2 separate regions of the Danio rerio genome follow, and region 1 is linked to region 2. Evidence: chromatin contacts called from public Hi-C data. All regions are on one chromosome and are shown on one strand. Each heading gives the region's core, a stretch centred on a gene start, on an enhancer-like site or on the middle of the called end of the contact. The rest is flanking DNA. Distances are from core to core; before and after follow the strand shown.

Region 1 (6,625 bases), core at 1,816-4,315, 530 kb after region 2:
GCACCCAGTTAACAGGTGCGTACTTTTGTACAGTTTTTCATTGTAATAAAGATAGAAAAATTGCTACGTAATTCATCCCCACAGCCGCATAGTGTCATTACAATTATGAAAAAAGTTGCTTCAATCCCCGGTTTGTGGACTTAAATCGGGTTTATTTTGTATATTAACATAACGATATCCATAGAGCAGTGGATATTTACATGTACCCTGTCACATTTGCCCAGCAAAAACAGTGCAAAGCTAATGTGTGTGAGTGTGTGTGCGTGCACGTGCATGCGAGCGATCTTTATAGCATCATTGTGTGTGATTCATCGCTTCAGAAAGGCTTGAATAAACTCTAAAACAAATACATCAAATAATCGTTGTGTAGGTTCTTACTGTAGTAAGTGTGATCTGATTCATTCTTGTCTGTCACTGAGTTGTTTGTCTACCTGAAGGCTACGGTTCTGACACGCATGTGGGAACGGTGGGCGGGGAGAACAAGCTCATTAGCATTAAAGGCACAGGCAACGAAAACTGCAACAATGGTCAAACAGCTCACATTGATTTGAAAAGGTGTAATAAATAATCTGATGTGTATACTGAGTTGAAACTTTACAGACACATTCTGGAGACACAAAAGACTTATATTAAATCTGGAGAAATGGTTAAAACTTGAAATGGAATTTTCTCCACCATAGTAAGTCAATGGGCGAATTTGGGAATTTGTACCCCTGGGTAAGTTGTACCCAGGGGTACAACTTACACCTCAGTTTATTATGTAGATTTACACAGTTTGGCAGCCTCTTTAATTGTGGAAGATCAGATGTTTCCAAGAATTTCTCTTTCAAAGTTATGATGCCTCAAAGTGTGGTCCAACGTTAAGTCAATAGGATTTTGCTGAATTTTTCTAGGTTAGTTGGAAAACCGAAAGCCAAATCAGTTCAAAAGGATAAAGAAACCCGAATCAGACTAGTTTAAAAGTCTGGCCGAAGTTTGGTGGTCATAGCATTAAAGCCCTAGGAGGAGGAGGAGGAGGAGTTGGTAAATGTTTGGCTCAGAAAAATGATTAATAATTAGTAGCAAATGTTGAATAAATCTAATGAATAACAAAACATAGAGAACTGTTAATTCATGAATATTTGCTACCTTGTGGGTAAATCTTTCATTTAGACACGCACAATGGACAAGATCACACGATGCACGGCATATTTAATGCTTAATAAAAGCTTTTCATTTAAATTCCATTCATATTTAATAGGACTCTCTGTTATATCAATTACTTTATTTATTTTATTGGGTCTCTGAGAGCTCATCTTCTGAAAGGCGGCTCTGGTTATACTCCGGTTCACCCTGCTGCGAGCGGAGGCTGTTTGATTGACAGGCGGATAATGGAATGGTGGGATCGAGGTGAGAATATCTCCCTCTGTGACCCCCGAAGGAAGCTTGTCGATGAATCAGTGCAGACCACCACGGCAAAGACTATTTTAAAAGATATGATATTTACACAGCCCCGCGTTAAGCCTACAGAGGGACAATCTCACTTCTTTTGTTTTAATTTCTTTTCGTTCCAGGAGGTCGTGACACCAACACTACCTCAAACGTCATATAGAGGAGACAGATGGCCGACTTCACACAAGGTGTTGGCATTTTGACAAGTGATCACTTTGCAATATCTCAAGTCCATATCTCTGTTCACTGACACACTTCTTAAACCTGAAGTAATTCTTCGTCTGAGTTGCGGGCAACTATTTGTAGGCAGCTAATCAAGCTGTATTTTGAGGGTACATCCAAGCAATCTTCAATATAGGGTTAGTTTAGTAATAAATACCAGCTATAATATTACTTTTGTTGACTTAGTGATAATGGTGACACCATATACATGCATATTATGTTTAGTCTGACAACGTAAACAACAATAATGTACTACAGGAGGATATCTGCTCATTTTTTTACAATGTCAGCATGCCACCTACTGGCCTGGCATGCAAAACATAACATTTATTTCGGTTATGGAGTATCCATGCAAACATAGGTAATTAGTAATTTAATTTGTCATTTATATGCAGCACACTTTTTAGGTTTACAGTAAACTGTTGTCCTGTAAATGCACCTTGAGTAGATTGTATTGAAATCAATAAATATGACAATGAATTTACTAAATTAAAAGTATACACAATCACCGGCCACTTTGTTAGGTACACCTGTCTAACTGCTAGTTAACGCAACTTTCTAATCAGCCAATCACATGGCAACTACTCCCTGCATTTAAGCATGGTCAAGACGATCTGCTGCAGTTCAAAGTGAGCATCAGAATGGGGAGGAAAGGGGATTAAGCTGATTTTGAACGTGGCATGGTTGTTGGTGCCAGACGGGCTGGTCTGAGTGTTTCAGAAGCTGCAGATCTACTGTGATTTTCATGCACAACCATCTCTAGGGTTTACAGAGAATGCTCCGACAAAGAGGAAATATCCAGTGAGCGGCAGTTCTGTGGACGCAAATGCCTTGTTGATGTCAGAGGAGAATGGCCAGACTGGTTCCAGCTGTTCTGAAGGCAAAAGAAGGACTAGCAGGGTGTACCTAATAAAGTGGCCGGTGAGTGCAACTAAAACATCTTCATGTGTCCTTTCATTCTAGCAGGAAAACTCCGGACAAACAACTTTTTTACCTCCCCTTTCCATAAAATGCCAGCTCACATCTGTCAAAGTTTGAGTTATTACATACAGCAAGGTCGATTATGGCGACTCTGACTGGTGTGCTGTTCTGCAGCGTGTCCGTAATTGCCTCTTCTTAGTAAAGCTCTCCGTGTTTACGTTAAGCTAATGAGTGAGAACACAGCACTTTGGAACAATTTGAGGGATCTGGCTGCGTACACGGAAAAGCGTATAAACCGGCTACATGATGCGTCTGTGTTAAGCCCTGTGCATGAGAGGTACCATTACCCACAATCCTCCCCAGCAACATGCTCACTCGAGAAGGAAAAATAACAAAGATGGTTCGGGGGAAGGCATCTGTGCTCTTCCCCCTTCAGACCTCTCGAGGTCCCCAAGGCCCTGCTGTCGCTCCAGGCTTAAGGTTTACCTCTCGGGGTGGATGTGCTGGGAGTTCAGGATGGTTCTACATGAAGGTTTGAAGGTCAGAGAAGGGTCTGGAGGGTGCGGATGGTGTAATTTAAAGTGAGAGGGCATCAGGATTAGCAATTACATCCTATTAATAGTGTCCACTAATGCAAGCATGTCTGCCCCCGAGCCCAAGTTGCCGTGACCAGCAGTGTGAACACAGGAATCGTTTTCTTTATCTCCACTGCTCCTCCTCTCTGTGCCCCAGTTCACTTCACTGCACTTGTTTATGTCACTTACTTCTGCTTCCAACCCCTTTTCTCCGTTTCTTCTAGCACATATTAGTCACGGGAGCCCATATCCCCTTGCAACCTGTGGACACCACTGCCCCCTCTGGTGATTAATGGAACTGTACAACCTTAAATTATCTTTTAAATTATAACTATTATTATTTGTGCCATTAAATTAGACATTTAAAATACAAATATATATATATACTTAAATAATCTAAAATAGTCCTAGAAGAACGGTGAATACACTGTTTTTGTGTGATTTTCTATTCATTAACGGGATCACAGCACAGAGCCAGGTGCAGTGATCCGGCTGACATTTTAACAAGGCCTGTGGTAAAACATCTCAACAGGCTTTATATGGTTAAGGCCACATCAGAGAGAATGCCAGACACATTTATGATAAGGCCTGTAGGACAAACGGCGATGAGTGACATCTGGCCCTTTTGGGTCATTTGCTGAATGCTTGCATACATGCCGTAGTTCAGTCTGATGACCTATTCGTTCAGCCCATGCGCAGTCAGGCATGAAATCTGGCACCCTTAGATATACAGCCTCCTCACGCACTAGAATGGAGTATTATATCAAGCTCTGCCATTAGGGTAATAACATCAAGAATGTTGCAGACATGTTGTTATCAGTTTCTAGGGAATTGGTAAGTGGTTGCAAGGATGTATGGATACTGTCTGGAACAAGTACAATATCCAACATCAAATCTTTATTATATTTGGCCTTTTCCCAATCCTTTGTGGTGGATGAAATTATCTGTTGGTGAAGCGGTGTCAGGAAATACTAAGCAAACCGTTTGCTAGCATTCTAATGAGAAAGAGCTGGCATGTAGTTGCACTGCAATGCATAGTCAACAAAATAATAATTCCTTACATTTATATGGCGTCTTTCTGGACACTCAAAGCACTTTGCACATTTCTTTAGGGGGAATCTCCTCATTCTCCACCAGTGTGCAGCATCCACTTGGATGATAAAACGGCAGCCATACTGTGCCAGACTGCATAACACATGATTGGTTGGAGAGGAAACTAAAGCCAATTATGATATGGGGATGGTTAGGAGGCCATGAGGCCAGTAGGCAAATTTTGTGAGGATGCCAGGGTTAAACCCCTACTCTTTTTTGAAGAACATCCTGGGATTTTTAACAACCACATAGAGTCAGGACCGTGGTTTAACGTCTCATCTGAAAGACAATGCTTACTGAGCAGTATAGCGTCCCCTTTGATATACTGGGGTGTTGGGATCCACACAGACAGGTTAAACGCCCCCTGCTGGTCTCACTAACACCACTTTTGGCCAGCTTTCTCATGTGGTCTCCCATTCAGGTAAGACCAGGCACAGCCCTGCTTAGCATCAGTGGGCTACCATGTGAGAGTTGCAAAGATGCTAAAATAAAAGGGGCCATCAAGTGACATCTCAATCTCCTTTTTAGTCTGTAAGTAAACAAACAAAGAGAACTAGTAGACACTCAGAAAAAAAGGTACACAATGGTACAAATAATGTTTCTTAAGAAAAGCATTTGGTTTACACACTCTCAGAAATAAAGGTACGGGAGCTGTCACTAGGGCAGTACCTTTTCAAAAGCTAAATATTTATACCTGAAGGGTCTATAATGGTACCTCCTCAATGGTACTTCTGGGCACTTAAGCACCTTTGAGGTTCCACTGTGGACTCTTTGGGTACAAATATGTATCTTTCAACCCAAGCTCATTCTAAATTGTAGCCCCGCGGATGTTTCTGGAGACCGCGATTTACATGGCTGGAGGTACTTATGGCCACGTTTTCTTTTTTCAAGTGAACGGCAGTGTGACGCCGCTCCTCTTCTTCGCGCTCGCCGGCTGGGCTGACGGTTCGCCTACGTGGGGAGGGCTTTTATGGCGCAACCAGTTTGTCTAGGTAGCTCGTTGTGTTACGTCGGCGGAGCAAAGGCCCAGAGGAGCTGTCCAGGGCGTACGACCGGGTTCGAGTCCGGGGAAGAGCGGTTCTAGAAATCAGCTAAGACAAAAAAAAAAAACAGAATCCAAAAAATTAAGCGAACGAGTTTGTAAGGGGGTATGAACGCGGTGAAATACAAAAACGCGGTCAAGATCGGATGAGGGCTTTTATTTTTCTGAACGACTTTTGTAAATCTACGCTTGGGTTTAGGGAAGAAGGAGGAGGAGGGTGGCTAGGTCAATCAATCGTTCGGTCGGTCTGCAGACAGTTGCTCGACAGTGGCCTCCGGCGGCTTTTCACACAAGAACAGCGCGGGCACGAAACGTATTTCGCGGCCTGCAGAAACGAAGGCTACGCTTCCAGAATGAGCCTGGGTTGGTATCTTTTGAAAAGGTACTGCTCCAGTGACAGCTCATGTACCTTCATTTCTGAGAGTGTAGACAAAAACATTAAAAGTCACAAATTAAAAATAACATTACCACATACATTCTCTTAACGTTATAAATCCTTTTCTGTTTTAAGCTGTCATCTGAAGTGTGTTTTTCGGAGTCACACTAAGAGTTTCCGCAGAAAAAGCTTATTTATTATCTCCTTGTTTCATGATTCTAGCATAAAACTGTGCATGTAGTTGCATTATAACTTCTAGTGAACAAAATGTGCAAAAGGGACCATCAAGTGATATCTTAGGGTGCATTCACACCTGCCTTATTTAGTTGGATTGAATGGCACTAGAGTTCATTTCCCCTTTTGGTACGGTTCGTTTGGGCAGGTGAGAATGCAGCAATCGTACTAGAGTGCGCACCAAAAGCGGACCAAACCCTGGAGCGGTTCATTTGTGGTGAGAATATGATCCGTACTAAAACAGGTCCAACCGCAAAAAGTACTGCACAGTTTGGACTAATTCAGCTGCCGTAGGCCGATGCGCTGTGCATTATGGGATATGGAGAAAAAATATTTATTGACAGCGCTTTACCAACAGAGAGAGAGAGAGAGAGGAAAACATTACCTGATGGATCATTGGTTATATTTCCGCAAGATGAGCATGTTGAAGTTTAGCTAAATTAATTCACGCCTCCTCCTGAAGTGACGAGCGACGCATTAAACACTGTTTTCCAGCCGCAGCCGCGATTCATTTTCGTAATGTATAGTTTGTCTAAAGCAGGAATACAATCAGCCAGCGCAGTCGTCCCTCCAGAGTAAAAGGTTTTGTTTACCTGCGGGAGTTCACCGGCATTTTCCCGCACGTGAATTCTGACCAATCAATAAGCAGTTTAGGAAATATGTTCAACAACATCTGGCCAATGAGAGATGTGGATTTTGTCAGATGACTGCGTTTTGGTTCGTTTCAACTGG
Region 2 (6,165 bases), core at 2,539-5,038:
CCAAGCGAAATCCTGGTGTGACTTTAGTTGTGACTGTCAGTTTTGGCCAACGCAAACAAGTATTTTTCAACATCCATCAGTGCAAGAACACATCTGACATAAGCAAAGTCTTCTTTTGATACTGTACTGTTTTTAAAAAGAGAAAACATTAGACAAGTAACTTTATTCTATAAATCTTGGACATTATTCTTAAAACAAAACATGACCAATAAGGGTGAAGCACTTTTATAAGAGAGGCTAGAAAAATTGAGAAGCTCTAAATTGTTATTATTATAATTTCATTATGTTTCAGTTTGTTATTATTTAAACGGCCAAATTCTGACTGAGGACAGTTGAATAGGCTAGTTTTTTATTTAAAACTTTTTTTTTCCTAATGATATGTGATGTGATGTAATAAACTTCTAATTTAAAAATAAATATTTGTCATATTTCTTTATTCTAAATATTTTTAGTTCATCAAAAAGTGTGGTTATGATCCAACAAGCTTATTAATTCAATAAACTCAGCTAAAAATAGTGCTTAGAATGTCACCTAAATGCAGTATTTACGTCTCACATTTAAATAGAGCGGTGAATAACTGCTGAAAGGTCCACTTTTTGAGAGAAAAAAGAATCACCCCTTTCACCAGGCTGGCTACAGGCCTGAAGGTTGTGTTTACATGCAATTTGTGCATACGTGTGTGTGAGAACGAAACATTCTGTAGTGCATTTAGTGATTGTTTAAGGACAATCGTCACTGCGTGTATCTTGATTTTATGTCTTGAGGTTATTCTGTATGATGTTATTTGATTGGATGGGAATTATTCTACTTTAGCCAATCACCATAAACAAGAAAACACAAAGCGTTGCAGTCTAAACTATTCGCCCTCCTGTGAGGCGAACAGAATTTTTGTTTTCTTTTTTCAAATATTTCCCAAATGATGTTGAACAGATTCAGGAATCTTTCACAGTATTGCCTATAATATTTTTTTCTTCTGGAGAAAGTCTTATTTGTTTTATTTTGACAGGCATAAAAGCAGTTTTTAATTTTTTAGAAACTATTTTAAGGTCAATATTATTAGCCTCTTATAGTGCCAAAAAATATTAGTTTTGATTGTCTCCAGAACAAACCACTGTTATACAATAACTTAATGCCTAAATACCCTAAATTTACCCTAATTACCCTAGTGAAGCCTTTAAATGTCACTTTAAGCTGAATACTAGTGTCTTGAAGAAAATCTACTCTAATATTATGTGCTGTCATCATGACAATGATGAAAGAAATCAGTTATTAAAAAGTAGTGACTACAGGTTGAAGGAAAATAGCGGAATTAAAGTTTGACACTAAAAATGTAAAAGTACAGATTTTAAAAACTACAAGTAAACCTACTCAATCACAGTCAATTGAGTATTTGTAATTTGTTACTTCACACCACTGGGTATCTGGAAAAAGGAGTGGGAGTTGCAGCCATTCCCAGCCCGGCTATGGTGCCTCTCAGTGGGGGAGAGGAGACCCTGCTCCACTGGAGCCTGCACAAAACAATGGATCCAGTCCTTCGGTTAGTGGACTGATATTTAAACAGCAGTGAGATCTACAGTTTTAGCCTTTCTCCTCTCGCCTTGGTTTCATGGTCATAATATTAATTCACAGAAACAGCAGGGCATCGGAGTCATGGAGTGGCATCAGAGCCATTGAGTCCGTTTCTACAGGAAATACACAAAAAATGAAGAGTTCAGCAAAAGCTTCGAAACGCCATCTGAAATATTGCTCTAAAATGATCATTTTGATCAGACTTCTGTGTATAGGTTGTGTACTTTCATTTTTATGTCGATGAAAAGGTCGTTTTCATTGTCTTTAAAGTGAAAGAACTGAATAAAATCATAGGATACTGAAAAAAAAACATTTAGAGCGTTTTGAATCTGAACTCTTCATACTGTACAGTCAAAAGTTTGAAAATAGTTTGATTTATTTATTGCTTAAAAAAGAAAATTCTGCTCACTAAAGTTGCACTTATTTGATTAAAAATATAGTAAAATTGTAAAATATTTACACATTTAGTTTATTTCTGTGATTCAAAGCTGCGTTTTCATCATCATTACTCCTTCAGAAATCATAATAATCTGATGATTTGGCGTTCTATTATGATCAGTTATTATTAATGCAAAATCACTAATAATGATTCTTAAATTCATCAGTGCTGAAAAAAAGTCTTGCTTCATAGTTTTAAATATTTTTTAGGATGTTTTGATGAAAATAAAGAATGTTTAAAATAATACATTTATTTGCAACTTTCACTATCAAACAATTTATTGTGATGAAGAAAAGTAAATACATGTTTATGCTAAAGACTAATCATGTTTAAAATTTGTCTGACAACATGTCTGCTTTGTCCATTTATAGGCTCAAGCATTGGCATATCTTTGTTTACAAATCTATATTGAATTTACTTCCATCATACTTACAGAATTACATTTGTAAAAAAAACTGTCCCTATATGACCTTCGGTCATGGGATATTTATTTACTGTCTGTTTCTAAAGTGCAGACTAAGATGGGAAAAAAGGTTTTTAAATATGCAGCAACATTTGCATGGAATAATCTACAAACAAGGTTGTAGTTAAAAGAATTTATGTCATTAAATGCTTTAAAAAAAAGAGTATAGAGGATTTAAAAATTAAAGCACAGGTTTGTAGATGTTTTGAATAGTTTGTCAATGTGTGATTCATGTGTTTTTTTTCTGGTAAAATAATGGTGATAATAATAATAATAATAATTATTATTATTATTATTATTATTATTATTATTCATTTTAAACCTCAATAATCAATTCAATTCAATTCAACTATATTCAATAAAATAAGGTATTTAATACTGCAATATTATTTCACAAATTTCACTGTATTTTTTATTAGACAAACGCAAACTTTGAGAGCTGAATAATCTTATTATCATACTTTTTCCAAACTTGACTTTCTTTATTATCCACAAGTGGATTTTTTTTAAAACCATTAAAACTGTGTATTAATATAGGCTAATAATTCTAACTTTTATTATATATATATATATATATATCACAGCATAACCCAAATACATCCAACATCATCATATAATTCACATTAAAATAAAAATGAACCATATTCATACTTAAGACCCCAGTATTTTACATTCTAATTGCACAAATTTCCAACTTTTCGCCTGCTAGTGTAAATCAAAGGCCTCTACTGTTAGTGTCTCCATGACTAATCAGCTTTGTCTGAGTCTCCAAGCAGCACAGATACAGGATGTGTGCTTTGTTTATCGAGCCCAGAGTGTGTTTGCTTTCTCTGCAGGATGTGTGGCACTTAGCGGATTGACCCAGCAGGGCGGCGCTACAGGTCGCTCACTGTAAAGCTGTGTTTTCAGGATTAGGGTTACTGCGGAGACCTTTTACTGACCTCTTTTGGGAGTGTTCTTGAGCTTGCATTTTCTGAATGCCATCTTTACTATCACACACACACACACACACACACACACACACAAACCCAAACTGACTGGCTATTGTTGTGCGTTCTCTGACGAGGTACAAAGAACATTGCTTCAAGCAGCAGCTCTTATCTCTTTCATGAGCAAAAAGCTGCATTCTGTCCTTTGCCACGTTTCAACAATTCCTCCATCTGATGCTTCAAGACAGGAATCTAACAATCAGGAGGAAATGTTTCTAGTTTTCGTTTGGTCAGCGGATTGGGGCGCATCAATGATTCATAGTGCTGTCAGAGGAATGTGTTATCTGCAGAGGGCGGCCTCTGACACAACACACACACACCATGACCTCACTGAAGTCCATCTGCTTCAATAACACTAAATACACCAGTGTGACATAATCAACAATGCTGCTATCCTTAGTAAAATATCAATAAAAACAGGGGTCTGATTTACACAGTTTGCACAGAAACCTTTCTAAAAGTGAACGCACAGCAGAATAAATGCACATGTGTTATTATGGCTCATATAATTATTTAAAGCTGTTCAATTAAGTCAGTTCATTCATTTTCTTAGTCCCTTTGTTAATCTGGGATCGCCACAGTGGAATGAACTGCCATCTTATCCAGCATATGTTTTAGGCAGTGGCAACCCATTACTGGAAAACACCCATACACTCCCATTTACACACATACACTACAGCCTACCCAATTCACCTGTACCACATGTCTTTGGACTTGTGGGGGAAACCGGAGCAGCCAGAGGAAACCCACGCCAAGACAGGGAGAACATGCAAACTCCACACAAAAACGCCCACTGACCAAGCTGAGGCTTGAACCAGTGACCTTCTTGCTGTAAGGCGATCGTGCTACCCACTGAGCCAACCCTGACATCTGGATCTGGAAACAGTATTCTATGTGTCACCACACAACAAGAGGACAGTCCAAATGTTGTCATATCCTTACACAAGTATACGTCAATGTAAAGCTTATTTATTCAGCTTTCAGATGATGCAGGATTTTCAAAAATTGACATTTATGATTGATTGTGTGTTCCAAATGTATAATAAATCGTCTCTTCAATCTCAAAGATTTGCTCTGACTGCAAACCAGACGCGCCTGACATGCCACACATGCAGCACTCGGATCCGCCAGCTGTTTTTTTCCTCCACAAGTGGACACCGAGCATTTCTTGTTTGCTTTGTTGATAACGGACATGTTATGCTGAGCATGTGTGTTGCATTTGTCGCTAATTAGATTGTGAGCGGCGCACTGAAGCGTGTGTTGTAGCTTCCCTCGCTCCGCGGTCCATCTGATAAAGAAACCATTTCGGCCATCAACAGTTTCCATTATGCAAGGAACCCTTAATGTGTGTCCAGCTGAATCCGGGAGTCAAGAAAACACCGCCTAATCTGCAGAAACCAGATCCACCCAACAGATGTCTATCTGCTCTCACAATCGAATTAGCGATAGAGGTTGTGGCGGTGGGCGTCAATCAGAATTATTAGCCCCCCTGTATATATATTCCCCAATTTCTGTTTAACACAGAGAGGATTTAGTCAACACATTTCTAATCATAACAGTTTTAATAACTTATTTCTAAATACTGATTACTTTTCCCCTTGTCATGATGACCACATAATATTAGATAGATATTCTTCAAGATACTAGAATTCAGCTTAAAGTGAATTTAAAGGCTAAAATAACTCAAAAGTTCACAAAAGGGCAAATAACTCAGACTTCAGCTGTATATTTCGATATAATTACAACTTCACCAGATGACTTAATATCTCTATTTGGAAATAATTCATGTTAGATTAATTGGGATGATTCTGTCGTGGAAGTGCATCTGCTTAAATTCTAATAAGCAATCTATAAATACAATAAAGGAAAAAATACAACTAAAATTAACAGAGTTTTTAAATTTTCCAAGTCTAAAAGCATTCACATGGGGAAAAATATCGGTTAATTAACAATATATCACGTTAAACTATTCAATATGTTAATAAAAGTACATTTTTGGGGACTTTTCAAGGTTAAACGTTGTTAAAGAAAGGTCAAGGTCCCATAATGCCATTTAAAAGCATAAATAAACTGCGAAAAATAAAACATAAATCACAAAATACGAAAAACTGCTCATTTACGGATATTTTACAGCCATTGAATAATAAAAACAAACATAATTTGATCAAATTAATAGCTACAAATGCTACAATTTCTTATGCCTGAATGCTTTTAAAATCAATATACAATCACAGGCCTTAAAAACACGCGCAAACGATACATCATAATGCAAACTCAACATTGCATATCCTGCGATGGGACTATTGCGAATGATCACATTGTGATATCGATGCTGAAACTATATATCGTGCAGCAACCTATTTAGGGCTTATAACTTCCAGCCAATCATCAACCAAATGACTAAACCACTTTGAGTTTGTTTGAATGGCCACAAAAGCCGTTCAGGATGACAGATTGAAGTGGAGAGATCATAGAGTGGTGTTGAACCCCAGTGAACAGCATATGTTGCCTTGGGGGACGAAATACAACCACAGCACGTTTTAGGATGGCAAAAAAAAAAAAGCCCCGAAGCCGAGCTCCCGCAGAAAACGCAGCACTGAGGGCATGAGTGTCTTCAAGTTAGCACTTAACATAACTTACTCTGCTATTTTATGAACCGTGACCACATGTAAAGGCATAATGCAAAACCATGCACGGACATTTGG

The links. A called contact is a pair of places that touch in the nucleus more often than the background predicts.
Region 1: a Hi-C map of an unstated tissue shows a contact between it and region 2, with 2.5 times the contacts expected there. The contact joins two enhancer-like sites. A contact is called at or near these places in 4 of 18 Hi-C or Micro-C datasets (caudal fin, embryo, hematopoietic stem cells and 1 more) and 2 of 4 datasets of contacts at active chromatin or transcription factors (caudal fin and embryo).

What each region holds. Positions count from the first base shown.
Region 1 is chr24:1,906,441-1,913,065 of GRCz12tu, forward strand. The region is part of intron 19 of pard3aa (par-3 family cell polarity regulator alpha, a); the gene reads right to left. Among named protein-coding and RNA genes, the nearest start is that of pard3aa, 450 kb to the right of the region's middle. Within about 2 kb of position 3,066, at least 3 of the 62 cell types and tissues checked have an H3K27ac peak or open chromatin away from gene starts, as enhancers often do.
Region 2 is chr24:1,373,198-1,379,362 of GRCz12tu, forward strand. All of the region lies in intron 2 of nrp1a (neuropilin 1a), which reads right to left. Among named protein-coding and RNA genes, the nearest start is that of nrp1a, 11 kb to the right of the region's middle. Within about 2 kb of position 3,789, at least 25 of the 62 cell types and tissues checked have an H3K27ac peak or open chromatin away from gene starts, as enhancers often do.